Linked DNA regions of Mus musculus: region 1 is linked to region 2. Evidence: chromatin contacts called from public promoter capture Hi-C data. All regions are on one chromosome and are shown on one strand. The core of a region is the stretch at or near the end of the contact, and the rest is flanking DNA. Distances in the headings are between cores, read along the strand shown.

Region 1 (2,701 bases), core at 114-2,613, 380 kb before region 2:
CATACAACATATGCCACCAGAGGCTCTGACACGACACAAAACCCAGTGCTGAGTGACAGCAGCCAGACAGAATTCCACATGGTGAATAGTCTGTTAACCGGAAATACCTCCAGGGACAGGCAGAGGGGAAGTAGCTCAGGAGCTGGAGCAAGGAACGGAAGTGACAGCTGATAGGATTGGAGTCTTCTGGAGTACGCAGTGTTGGTCTTTGCACAACGTTGTAATTATAGTTTTAAAAAAATTATTTCAGTAGGCTGGAGAGATGGCTCAGTGGTTAAGAGCACAAGGTCCTGAGTTCAGTTCCCATCAACCACATGGTGGCTCACAACCATCTGCAATGGCACCCGGTGCCCTCTTCTGGTGTGTCTGAGAAGAGCGACAGTGTACTCACATACATAAAATAAATAAATCTTTTAAAATTAATTATTTTTTCAAGACACCCTGGCTATCCTGGAACTTACTCTGTAGACCAGGCTGGTCTTGAACTCAGAAACCCGCCTGCCTCTGCCTCCCAATGCTGGGATTAAAGGCGTGTGCCACCACCGCCCAGCAATAAATCTTTTTTAAAAAATTGTTCAAAAGCCTCAGAAGAAACACAACAGTAGAGCCCCTTCCTAGAATCACCAGGGAGGGGTGAGGACATGGCTCAGGGCTAGAGCCCCTGTCCTCCAGTGTGGAGGTTCAGGTGGAGCTCCCTCCGCCCTGTGGAGGCCCTGCCTACGTTTTGTGGGTACAGAGTTGTTATATATGTTAATAAAATGAGAGGAAATGCTGACTTGAGGGACTCGCTGCTCCTTGCTATCCTAATAGCGTCCAAGGGTCAGACAGGATCATGTCAGGCCAGCCTGCTCTACATAATGAGACCCTGTTTTTTAAAAAATCGCTTTTGCAAGCAGTCTGTAAAGTCTTGGAGATGGGTGGGTCCTAGTCACAGTCCAGCCCCTCCACGGTGTCCTTCCTGCAGCCTGCTGAGGGATGCCCAAGAAGTTCCAGGGCGAGAACAGCAAGTCGGCAGCTGCCCGAGCACGGAGGGCTGAAGCCAAGGCGGCCGCTGATGCCAAGAAACAGAAGGAGCTGGAAGATGCTTACTGGAAGGATGAGGACAAACACGTGATGCGGAAGGAGCAACGCAAGGTGGGCGGCATGGGCTTCGGTGTTGAAAGGTGGCTCGAGGTAGCCATGGAGGGATGCATACTCAGAAGCTAGCTGAAGTGGGTCTGTGTTTGTCTCCAACCTTATTGTGACATTCCTGACCGAGGCCTGTCTTGAGCCAGCCCCAGGTGCCTACTTGGTACTGGAGTGGTTCGGGCTTGGTGCTGACGTGTCTGCCCACTAGGTGGCAACAGAGACCCTGTCTCCACAGCAGGCCTCGCCCTGCTATCCAGGGGGTTGGTCATTGTTCTGTTTCTATCACCCAGGCTGGCCTGGAACACCCGGGCTCAGCCTCTCCACCTGCCTCAGCTCCCCCTGCAGCTTGGTGGTACTCCAGGTTCGCACCATGATCAGAATTCTGTGTGTCTTTCTCAGTACTGATGACCTTCTTTTGGGATGAGCTGTCCTGGTGCACGACCCTGCCCAGACCCTCTGTCCCCAGAAGACAGAGTGGGAGTGGGATGTTCAGAGCTAGTGGAGGAATTCCACAGGGCAGGGTGCTATTCAAAAGCCATGTAGCGAGATAGCGCTGAGGCAAAGGAGCCTCCGGAAGATGCTGCCTTCAAACACCTTTGATTTTGACCCCAGATAGGCATTCCTCTCTGCCTTTGGGGTAAAGGCACATGGAAATACCCTTGTGAAGCACTTTAGCTGCCCAGGTCCTTTTGTACAAGGGTGCCCTGGGGGGATAGGGAAGGAGGGAGCAGCGCCCTCTTGGGTTCCACCCTGGGCACCCAGGCAGCTTCTGTCTACATAGCCTTCCCCTGTTGCCCCTGCAGGAGGAGAAGGAGAAGCGACGCCTGGAGCAGCTGGAGCGCAAGAAGGAGACGCAGCGCCTGCTGGAGGAGGAAGACTCACGGCTCAAAGGCGGCAAGGCCCCACGTGTGGCGCCCGCCAAGGTCACACGTGCACAGATCGAGGACTCGCTGCGGAGAGAGCAGCGGGCAGAGCCAGGTGTGCATGTGGCCTGGGGCAAATCCCCCGAGGGCTTCGCGCCAACGCCTCGTTCTCATATTCTGTCCCTGTCACCCACAGTGGAAAAGGCTAAGAGCCACCTAGAGCTGCCACTGGAAGAGAACCTTAACCGGCGCCTGCAGGAAGAGGGCAGCGTGGAGGCGCGCACTGTGGAGGACGCCATCGCAGTGCTCAGGTGGGCGGGGCGGGCTGTGTGGGCGGGGCCCTGAAGAGGAGAGTTTGTTGGGGCGGGACTTAGGTCTGGGTCCTGACTCCTTGACTTGCAGTGTGGCTGAGGAAGCTGACCGGCATCCTGAGCGCCGGATGCGAGCGGCCTTCACCGCGTTTGAGGAGGTGCAACTGCCACGGTTGAAGCAGGAGAACCCCAACATGCGGCTGTCGCAACTGAAGCAGCTGCTGAAGAAGGAGTGGTTGCGCTCCCCTGACAACCCGATGAACCAGCGCGCCCTGCCCTTTAATGCGCCCAAGTGACAGAACCAGGCTGAGTCCAGCTTGTCTGAGTCAGCTCATCCCCCTCCAGCCAGGCCTGACCAGGGATTCATAGAGTTCCGGGCCTGGGATTCTCCCAGCTGCG
Region 2 (2,700 bases), core at 2-2,501:
GTGTGTGTGTGTGTGTGTGTGTGTGTGTCTGTGTAGAGGATGGAATGCGAGCGCCGCGATGGTGTGCGAATACGCATCTGGGCTGCAGCGCGCGTCGGAGGGCAGGGTGACGGGACATAAGCCAGTGGGGCTCTTTTGTGTGTCTTTGGGTGTGTCCCAGAGAGGGTCTGGATGTGGAGACCGCATCCTGGCGGGGATGTGTGCGTTGGGTGATGGGGGCTCAAGGCCAGGAGTTCCTCCTGGGACAGTGGGATTCTCTCGGCAGCTGACCCCCACTGGGTGCCCCTTAGACAATGAAGTCTGGGCTCGCGGTGCCCGGACACGCTTGCTCTCGCTCCTCACCGAAATTTCAGTCGCTAGAGGCTCTCAACCCAGCGCAGCCTGAATGAGACCGGTTGTGAGCCCCACCAGTGGAGAGGACTTCGAGGATACCAAAGCATGGAGTCTGCTATAGGGGGGAGGGGGCGGCGCCGACCCCACGGAGAGGCAAGTCCCGAGGGACGCCGGGCCGCATGCCAGGCGGACAGGAGGGCTCACGATAACGCCCCACCCTCCCCCCGGGGATCATCACTTCATGGGGGAGGGGACCCCACTTTGCGCCAGCACCCAACCCAACGCACCCAAGCGTGCGTCCCCGGCCAGGGAGGCTTCCCTTCCGCTCTGATATCCAAGACACAGGCGTGCGCCCCGAAGCGTCCCAGCACCCTGAAGGAGGGGGGTCCCAGGACACTGCGATGTCCTTCAAACTGAGCCTGGCCAGACAGCCTCGCAAAGGGGATACAGATAAGAGGCCTCTGATGTATAACGGGGTACTCTTGGGAGGCTGGGTGGTGGTGCCATGAGCCCCACAGGTGAGGGCGCCCCGAGGGCCGCCTTCCTTTGTTCCCGGGACGTCCAGGTGGCGCTCGCGCCCCCTCTTCCATCCCCCGCGACTACCCCCCGGGGCGCCGGATCCCGGCTTCCCTGGGGAGGTGGGGAGCAGGGCGCACGGTACTCACGGGCTCCCGATCCGCCCCGAGGCACCCCGAGGACACAGAGCAACAGAGGCGACCACAGCGAGGACAGCGGCCGCGGCGGCCGCCGCGCGGATTGGGCGACGGGGCCCGGGCGACCCGCGGGCATGGGGGTGGCGCGCAACGGGCGGTGACTGCAACGCCGGTATGGGGCGGGGGCGAGTCTGCGGGGTGCAGATTGGGGCTCGGGTCCTCACGCGCGTCACTGGGCGCGGACAGCGAAGGCCGGAGCAAGTCTGAGCAGCCGAAATTGACAAGGCGCTAATGCGCCGCTCGCCCCGCCCGGCCCCGCCCCCGGCCCGGCCCGGCCCCTGGGGGGGGGGGTTGATCGTGGGCCCCGCACCGGCCTTCCCACCGCCCGCGGGCACCGCGCGCCCCGCCCGGCCGGCCTCCGCCCAGTTACCACTCCTGAACGTCCCATCCTCCTGCGCGAAGCCCCCCACTCTTTCCCCACCAGCCCGTGGGACCTCCCTCTCTGGTCCCGCCCGTCCCAGGCTTCCCACCCCCTCATCTGGGATCCTGTACCCTTAACTCCGAATGGGTTCCTAGCTCGCAGCCCTGGTGCTTTTCCAGGATCCCCTCCAGTCTACCGGGATCCTTCCTATCCACCTTCCCCGCCCCTCTTACGGGGCCCCCATACCCACTTTGGTCCGCCACACACACATTGAGCAGTACCTGAGCCCGTTCATCCTCTTTCAGCCCTTCTTCCTTCCCCAGAGAGTTTGAAAGTTGCCACCAGTCCCTTTCTCTGGGTGCATGGGTCCTACCGATCCCCACCCTAAGCCTTCATGCCACCTCTCCCATCGCTGTAGTCTCGTTTCGTGCGGGGGGGGGGGAGCCAGAAGGCAGGGAGGGAGTCTCCGGCCTCTGGTCCCTTCTCAACTATCATATCTGCGGGTATTGGATATGGGGATGTCCCGGAGCGCGTGCAGGGAGCCCTTATGAGTGGGCTCATGGGGAGAGGTGTGTCCTTTGGGGAACGGGACCGAACCCTGCATTCCTAGTTCCCATCGGTGCAGAAGAGTTCTCCCTAAACTTCTTCACATCCCCCCACGGAAAAATCCACTCAGCGGCCCGCGGGTGGGGTGCGCCACGCGGTGAGTAATCACTGCAGCGGCCGCCGCCCGCCAACTTCAGGTAACGCGGGCAGCCCCGAGCAACGCAGAATTATCACTGATTGAGCGCAGAGTTTTTTCTCTGGGTTATTTTTGTTGGCCACTGTTTGGGGTTTTGGGGACCCCTCCCGGACCAACCCAGCCCTGGCATTTCATCTCTCTGATCGCTTCTTCGTCTCCACCCTATCCGGATGCCCACGAAGGGAGGTCTCTGGCCTGCAAGGTCTTTGCTGGTGGGGCGGCGCTTGAAATGCGAGTTCCCGGGTGGTCCCACCCCACGGGTTTGGTAAAGGCCCCCAGCCACAGCTCCCTGAGAGTAAAGGGCTCGATTTCTCCCATACAGCCGTTCCCTTGGAGGCTCAGCCCCTTCCTTAAAGGTCCTCCAAGAAGCTTCAAATGACAAAGGAGAGAAATAAAAACTAATTCGGCCACTGCCATTTTGCTGGGGGCAAACTAGGCCACTTGTGCCTCAGTTTCTTCTTTTGTACAGTGGCTAATCTGGGACCAACTTAAAAGTTTACGTGTAAAGAATCAAGTACGGGAAAGAAAATCCCCCCAAACTTAAAACCTGA

What was found. Promoter capture Hi-C pulls out the DNA fragments that hold promoters and counts their contacts.
Region 1: a contact with region 2 is called in a promoter capture Hi-C map of cranial neural crest, with 2.5 times the contacts expected there. The contact joins the enhancer-like site here to the promoter of Crlf1 in region 2. A contact is called at or near these places in 1 of 39 promoter capture datasets (cranial neural crest), 3 of 484 Hi-C or Micro-C datasets (CD4 T cells, embryonic stem cells and neutrophils), 2 of 115 datasets of contacts at active chromatin or transcription factors (memory CD8 T cells and pancreatic cancer cells) and 1 of 9 other capture datasets (liver).

The regions. Positions count from the first base shown.
Region 1 is chr8:70,868,338-70,871,038 of GRCm38.p6, reverse strand. It overlaps Ccdc124 (coiled-coil domain containing 124), which reads left to right. Exons shown (of 5, transcript NM_026964.3): 2 at 965-1,134; 3 at 1,932-2,106; 4 at 2,188-2,302; 5 at 2,394-2,701. The coding sequence starts at 976. The coding sequence ends at 2,598. Among named protein-coding and RNA genes, the nearest start is that of Ccdc124, 3.8 kb to the left of the region's middle. Within about 2 kb of position 1,363, at least 43 of the 459 cell types and tissues checked have an H3K27ac peak or open chromatin away from gene starts, as enhancers often do. A contact at or near this core is called in embryonic stem cells, where this site is marked.
Region 2 is chr8:70,491,699-70,494,398 of GRCm38.p6, reverse strand. Crlf1 (cytokine receptor-like factor 1) reads right to left here and starts at 1,251. Exons shown (of 9, transcript NM_018827.4): 1 at 999-1,251. The coding sequence starts at 1,122.